Linked DNA regions of Mus musculus: region 2 is linked to region 1. Evidence: chromatin contacts called from public Hi-C data. All regions are on one chromosome and are shown on one strand. The core of a region is the stretch at or near the end of the contact, and the rest is flanking DNA. Distances in the headings are between cores, read along the strand shown. Region 1 has its middle 10 kb from the start of Gm35748. Region 2 has its middle 3.1 kb from the start of Gm35813.

What was found. A called contact is a pair of places that touch in the nucleus more often than the background predicts.
Region 2: a contact with region 1 is called in a Hi-C map of conventional dendritic cells, with 3 times the contacts expected there. The contact joins two enhancer-like sites. A contact is called at or near these places in 6 of 484 Hi-C or Micro-C datasets (CD8 T cells, bone marrow-derived macrophages, conventional dendritic cells and 3 more) and 1 of 115 datasets of contacts at active chromatin or transcription factors (memory CD8 T cells).

What each region holds. Positions count from the first base shown.
Region 1 is chr2:79,130,337-79,134,308 of GRCm38.p6, forward strand. No RefSeq gene overlaps it. Among named protein-coding and RNA genes, the nearest start is that of Gm35748, 10 kb to the left of the region's middle. Within about 2 kb of position 1,950, at least 94 of the 459 cell types and tissues checked have an H3K27ac peak or open chromatin away from gene starts, as enhancers often do. A contact at or near this core is called in CD8 T cells and conventional dendritic cells, where this site is marked.
Region 2 is chr2:79,226,188-79,230,159 of GRCm38.p6, forward strand. No RefSeq gene overlaps it. Among named protein-coding and RNA genes, the nearest start is that of Gm35813, 3.1 kb to the right of the region's middle. Within about 2 kb of position 1,669, at least 35 of the 459 cell types and tissues checked have an H3K27ac peak or open chromatin away from gene starts, as enhancers often do. A contact at or near this core is called in CD8 T cells and conventional dendritic cells, where this site is marked.

The DNA.
Region 1 (3,972 bases), core at 700-3,199:
AAATATAAGGATAAAATATAGAATTTGAGTCTTTTGACAAGATAACATTAGATTCAGATAGGAGCTTAGATTGCAATGGGTCCCTTTTGATTGATGGAGTGATAATGGATATGACCCAGTCTCTGAGGGTGATTTCAATTCATTGAGGAGAGAAGATAGCAAATATAGTAGGCATGGACACCAGGTTTCTTACATGACAGCCTCTTAGTAAGTACTCAAATACTTATTAGCTAGTTAAATGGAAAGGATTAGTTAATTATAAGTGATAATAGCAATGTATAAAATTATTATCAAGGGATTTGGAAGAACACAAGTTATGTGGGTTGATTCCATCCTAAGTCAGTGTTTTGGCAGATGATTAATATACTTGTGGATGTAGGCTGGTCATCTTTGGCGGAGGATTGCATCATGATAGAGGATAATCACAAAAGTGACTGTATCTTCTACTCAGAATATGTCTTAGGGTTACTATTCCTGCGATAAAATACCATGACTCAAAACTACTTAAGGAGAGAACGTTTATTTGGCTTCCACTTCACTCTTTATCACTGAAGTGTTGGAACATAGTCCAAGAATGGAATTGCATGAGAATTCTGAGTTCTTGTGAGAAAACGGCAAGAAAGCAGACAAGACTTCTTGTGAATTTAGTTTCCTTAAAACACAGAAGTATAGCCGGGTGGTGGTGGCGCACTCCTTTAATCCCAGCACTTCGGAGGCAGAGGCAGGCAGATTTCTGAGTTCGTGGCCAGCCTGGTCTACAAAGTGAGTTTCAGGACAGTCAAGGCTGTACAGAGAAACCCTGTCTCGGGAAAAAAAACAACAACGCACAGAATTATTCTTGGAGTGTGTGTAAATGCTCCTCCCAGGTGTGGCAGATAGGCATGAGTTTATTTCAGGTGTTGTTATAGTCATGCCTCTATGGGGAAAAAAACGTTTTTGCCACCTGTGGCTTGTTTTTGTAACTGATCACCTCACTAATATGATTCTTCTTAACTGTCAGAGTATAAACTGTCTGATGCTCTGAACAAAGTTGGTTAATATGTGAGACTTTAGTCTGACTCATTTTCATGCCCTTATCTCCCAGGTTCACTCCACCAACAAGTGTAGTAAACACTGAAGGAAGCTGGGACAGGAACTTGAACAAGGCAGGAACCTAGAGCCAGGAGCTGATATAGGGACCATAAGAAGGTGCTGCTTAAAGGCTTGCTCCACTTAGCTTGCTCAGCTTCCCTTTGTATAGAATCCAGGACCACCAGCCCAGGAGTGCCCCCCACCCATAACATCCACATCAGTCGCTAATCAAGAAAATGCCCTACGAGCTTGCTTATAGCTGATCTTACGGAGTTATTTTCTTAATTGAGGATCTCTCTCTTCAGATGACTCTAGCTTGTGTCAATTTGACATAAATTCTGCTAACCCAGGGTCAGTGAAGCCAATGGCCGACAAGTTCCAGGAGGGACAGGGGAGGGCTTATTAGTAGGGCCTTGAAAAGATATTTACGAGCTTGGAATGTATTCATCCTGAGGCTAGTCTAGATCAATGGTGAGATAAATAAGTCCTAAAATCGAGTAGTCTGACCAGGCTGGGAGTGACAGATAAATGGCTGTCCTATGAGCAGCTCTGATATTAGGTAGGCCTAAATCAATCTCCTTGGACAGCTGTGTAATATCTTCATGTCTTAAGTTTCACAGCTGCAAAGTGGACATAATTCTGCCTCATGGAGTAAGTGTTATTGTGACTGAAGGACGCAGTGAGAGGAAAAGCTGTGACAGAGGAGGATGAGGTAATAAAAGGAACAGAAGTACATCACGTGCTTGACAAGTTCCTATGGCCTTATTCCCAGGCATCTGGGTTACTGAGAAATCCCTAATTGAAATGCCCTGGGAGTCTCTAAGCTACAGTTCTATGAAGTAAAGCAAACCCTACCTTCTCCCCAGACTTAAAACCACCAGTACTAAAGCTTCCCTCAGAGTTGACCTTACCAGCTCAGAAGTGAGATTAGCAATGTGTAAGCCCATTGGTGCAAAGTAAGAAATGACTCCCTTGAAAGTTTCCTTGGTGCTTTTAAATACTCATAGTAGAAGCAGAAGTAAGTGAGTCCCATGAGAAAAAGTTACATGAAAATGGGAAGTGCTGAGCATGAAAGCCACACATGTTTTGTAAGATTTTGTTCTTCTAAACTCTCTGTGAACTCTTCTTTGTACATAAAAATTACTTAAATGGTTGGGGTACCCTCCAAACACTATCTTGACGGCAGCACTACATTCTGACTAAGTAATTTAGTGATGTATCTTAGGCTAGGCTGGTACTCACTGTGGAGCCTAAGCTAGCCCCAAATGCACAATGACTGAACCTCTCAGGCTCCTAAGTGCGGTGATCACAGACGTGAGCTACCATGCCTCATTGAACAGCTATTGTTAAACTAAAGTAATATGTTGCTCAGAGATCCAGAGATAATTAGGAACTCATTTTTTGAGTCAGAGTAAATACAACATAATAATACAGAGGGTGATCTACAAAGAAGAGGGGATACATTCAAAAAATTAAATTGTCCTTTCGTTTGCAGTTGTAGAACTTCATCAGGCCAACTTCTAGAGTTATTTCTAGACATCATTGGTGAAGTGTTTCCTTGATCTCCATGATTTCCTGAGCATCTTTGTTCATTTTATTGCCAGGACAAGTCTCAGATAGGGCTAGCATTTCATTGTTTTGCAGCAAAGAAAAAAGCTGCAGACAGGGACTAATAGTTTTGGGACTGCATCACTAGCTGAACAATAACTGTGGTGAGACTGTACTGAAGCGCAACGTTCTTGGGGTTCAGGTAATGATAGTTCATTTTGGGCTACAACATCCATTCCTATGGTCAATGAACTTTTCAACCAGAGTAAGTGGGAAACATTGTACATCTTGGTTTTTCTTGATATAGCACCATGGGAACCAGAAATACCCTCTTCACGGAACTGTGTGTGACTACAAAGTGGCTCATGTTACTTCAAAGTATATAATGTTTCACATACACACACACATACACACACACAACTAAACATAATATAGCTAAACATCTTAAAGTTTCACAATCACAGAATTTTCATTCATAAAATTAAAAATAGCTTATACCTTTATATTTGTGATTATTTAAATAAATATTATTAATGTGGTTTATATAGTTTTGATACTGAAATAACTGAAGTATGTTTAGTGACTTAATTTTACAAAATTAATTTTTTAAAGGGTAACACTGGTTTTATAACCAAAAATTCTTTGAAAAAATCTTTAGAATGTGGAGAAAATGCTTCAAATGCAAATTCAGAAAATTAATTTTAAAACTGCAGGAATTTTCTAAAGCTAGACAACTCAAAGTTCATGTATAAAGTAAACTCATAAAAATAGCTAGGAAAACATAATGAAGAAAATCACTGGATGCTAGTGCTAAAAATTTTTTTAAAACCTAGCATGATTCTATATTCATAAAAACCTTCCAGGCATAGTGGTGGCACAGGCATACAATCCTGGCTCCTCCCCCACCCCCCAAGACACATGCAAGAAGATTGCAAGTTTCAGATCTTATAGTTTGACATGAAGTTAAAAGAGAACTGGACATGCAGTTTGAGAAGAAAGGAAGAAGGAAACTGGAAGGAAGGAAGGAAGGAAGGAAGGAAGGAAGGAAAAAGGAAGGAGGGAAGGGAAGGAGGGAGGGAGGAAGGAAGGAAGGGAGGAAGTGAAGAAGGAAGGGAGGGAGGATGAAAGAAAAGAAACAAAGGAGGGTGCAGTCCACACTCAATGCAGCCCCAAGGATTGACCTAACCGGGGCCATAAGGGAATGACGAAAAGACAAACACTGAAGAGATGGAGTTGGGTGACCTCAGCTTTCTGACAGAAGTCACAGCACCTCAGCACAGCAGCTCAGTGTGTTTATTATATATAATTGAACACGGAAGCAGAATTATTACTTAAAGCTGAACCTGGAGACAG
Region 2 (3,972 bases), core at 419-2,918, 96 kb after region 1:
CATCTTATAAGTGACTCTTCCACTAAAGAAAATGGCAATTGACCACTCACTGTCCACAGTCCCAAACTGAGGGGTGGATTTTCACGAGATTTTCCCCCTTACCCACAGTGAAATGGAGTTTGGCTTTGTCTCATGTAGCCATATGTGCAGGTAGCCATAGTCACAGTGAATTCATGAGTCCAGTGCCTGTGACGTGTTCAGAAAATACTCTTCTGCAGATGCCTCCCCAACTTCTGGCTCTTATATATTTGTGTCCCTCTTGTAAGATGTTTTCTAAGCCTAGGAAAGATGATATATATGCCTTATTTAGAGCCAAGCATTCCACAGTCATGTGTTTTCTGCACTGTGACCAGCTGTGGCTTTCTGCTCTTACTGGCTCGTTGTAAAATGAAGCTTCTAGATGCGGCTTGAGAACAATCCTACGCGACAGGTACAAACATAAACACTTTGAAGAAAGTCTGATACTCTGTCCATTTAGCAAAAGAACACATTAGTTTTCCCCTGGGGTCTTTGACTTCCTAGCCACAGTTCCTTGACTAGGCTTATAGTACAAGGCATAAGTTCCCTCCTGTGTAATGGGCCTCAAATCCAATTAGAAGGGAGTTGTTTTCCCCCATGATGATCATACCACCATTACATCCGTGGACACACCTTGCCAGGTAGATACTTCCTGTAGCTTTTGAGGTCTACAAATGAGCAGAACCATTGATGGTTTGCCTGCTTCGGCAGTTTGGATAGCACCTCCAGGCACTGTGAAAGCCAGCTAAGAAACTTTCAGCTCCGACTTAGCTTCATTTCTTAATGTCATGTATCCGGCAATACCTATGGTCTAACTATATGATTTGCAGGACAAACAAGGCCATTGGCAATCAATAGCCTGCATTTTTTCAGGAGCCTTGAGGCGTCCCTAACCAGCAGCTTTTAGGAAGGAATCACCATGTGACACTAGGGTTTTCAGGTAATAACCTGAGCCTTTTGGGAGGAGCATCATTTACATAACCTGAGCCTTCTGGGAGGAGCATCATTTCCCCATGAAGGATGGTCCCTTTCAAACTGTTTTATTAATTTTGCTTTATAAAGCAGACTAATAAAAATTTCAAGTTTCCATAAAGGTTTTTTTATAGCACTTTAATTTGTGTTAGCCCCTCCCAGCCCTCCAAACTCCAAATCCCTCATCCTAGTTCATAGGTTCCATCCTATCATTTATTAGGCAACAACATACTCCATCCCTGCAGAGCAAAATGTATTTTAATTACATAAAGTAGGCAGGCTCATTATCACCCATGGGTTTGTACTAACTCCTTATCCTCTACTTGACATCTGGCTGGCCCATTCTTCATGTTGCCTTCATGTCTCAGTGTGAATGTCATTTCCTTTGATGAGTCTCCTTTTAAACTCCAAGCCATGGTCCTATTGCTGTCTTATCGTGATTTTCATTGAAATGTGTTTGTTTATAAGCCTTTCTGGACTCTAAGTATTGTGTACTCAAGGATGGTATTTTTCATTTTCATTGCTGTGTCCCTGACATCTATCGACACTGCAAGCATTTTCAAATGACTAAGTAAAATCACCTTTGAGAATAGGAAGGCACTTTACAGTGTAGGAGTAAAGTACATAATGGGATAGGCTCAGAGTCACTGTCTGCATCATACACAGATCACATCATAATGCTGCCCAGAGTTTTATGTTTATTTTGGGGTTAGTGGTGAGCCACAGAATGTTCATAAACAGCAGAGTTATGGGCAGGAGTTGTTTTAGAGAGAGACGTTTGCCTTGTGTGTTTGTTGGGGGGCAGGGGGTGGGGACCGAAAGAGAGAACTTGAGGTTGGAAAATTAACAAAGCCAGGCAAAGAGTGGAACTTTGTAAAACTGCAGAGACATGTGGGGCATTGGGGCTGCTTGGAAAATACACAGGAGCAGAACATGTATTTTAAAGGCACACCAGAAGGGGAAATGAGAAAAATGTGATTGAGGTCCTTAGTAACTAAGGGAAACACTACCGGTTACTAGAATAGGGAAGTCAGAAAGAGGAATTTATCGAAAAGAAAACTATAAAGAAAAATGAAAGGCTGAAATAAGGTCACAGCATCTTGGTACCAATGCTCTTCTAAAGGACAGAATGGAAGAACAGAAATATCACCATGATTTCACAAGAAGCAATAAATCTTGGTAACCCCAAAGTATGTGCCCTGGCTCTGATTCTAAGGGCAGCTCTCAAAGACCTGGTTTCTTTGTGTAAGCTGCTACCTAAATACTGGTTCCCAGAAGACACTGGTTCTGGGATTGGGCAGTTAGAGGCAGAAGCTACATTAGGTCCCTATGACTGCTTGCTGATGAGATGGCTTACTCTAGAGTAAGCCAGAAAAGTCCAAATCCCTGCTGGTTCTTGTTTGTCTTTTGGGCAGTGAACTTCAGAAATTTATCACATGGAAGAGAAGGCCGCATTTTTGCCTGCTTAGCTCTGAGTTTTGAAAGTCATATTATTCTGAGATTCCTGATGTCTTGGTTATGGTTTCTATTACTGCTAGAAAATATCACAACCGAAAGTTTACTTGGGGGAGGAGAGGATTTTGTTTCTATAAACAGTTCTACATCACAGTCCATCTGGAAGGGAAGTTTGGGCAGGAACTTGGGGTAGGAACTAGAGTAAGGTCCCCAGGAGAATACTCTACATTGGCTTGCTCCTCATAGCTTCCTTGGCCTGCATTCCTATACAACTCAGGACAACCTGCTCAGGGGTGGCACCATTTAATCAGTATTTATTAATTGACAGGTTGCTTTAAATACTTAGCATAATGTTCCTCTCACTTAAGTGTTGAATGGTCTGTGTACATGTACACGACACCCATGACACAGAAGTGACCTTTACAGACTCCCCCTTCATGACAAGAGTTTAATCATGACCTGACACAGGAATGCCTAGTACCTGTAAAAAGTACCGTAAAAGACATCTCGACACCCACGAGAATATTTTAATCAAAACCTTTCAGTTTGGATCTGGATACTTCAAAACATTGGCAGACGCTTCTGTGAGTTTAGCTCCACTAAGATGTCTCGCCTGCCTTATTAAGACTATTCTCAGTCTACATTTTTAAGCTGCCATATCTTAAATTATTGAGAATTTATTAATTGCTGACTATATAATAACCTTTGCTTGTATGTTAATGAAAATGGTTTAAGAACCAACATTTAGAGTGTGACAATGGAGCTGAACAGTTTCTAACACGCAAGCAGTTCTGTCCTTGTGTATGACTTGTAACCTTAATTTACTGTGTAGAGATGGTTACATTATTTCCTTAGCTTTGTTTGTTGGAGACAGATAGGGAATGCTTGTTAAGTATGTCAACATAATCTCCCCTTGTGAACTTTTGTTAATGTCTTATACGAGCTCTCTTTTCCATTTGCCCAGAAAGGTGGCTTGTATAACGCTTTGGAAGTTTCTGCTCTGTCTGTCTTAGAGCTGACAGTCTGTTAGGTTTGTTTTCTCTTCATGCTAAAGTATTGGTGGTTTTGTGAACTGGTCAGAAATTCACAGGTCTTAACTGTTTGGGGGAAATTTATATTGGGCACTGCTCTTTGTCTAGCAAATAAAAGATGTTAATATATTTCTGTTATTGGCATGTGCACGACTGTTATTAGAAGTCACTTTATCATTTTCCTGCTTTAAATAGAAATGTCTATTTATGAATTCTGCTTGTAGTTTTTTCACAAATAAAATAGTAAAATTAAAAAAAAAGTACAGTAAAAGCATTTACAAATAAGAAAACAACTCATTATTTTCCCTTTGCACCAATTAGAGCTATCTTACGGGATTAGCACTTCCCTCCTGCCAGAAGGTCAAAATCATTTCAAATTCAAGAGACTCATTCCTTTGTGAGCACTTTCTGGAGGCGCTTCTGAGGTTCTCTTCACCACCAGGTTCTCTTCACCATGTCTCAATCATCTAGCTAGCTCCTTGTCATTTGTTCTTTA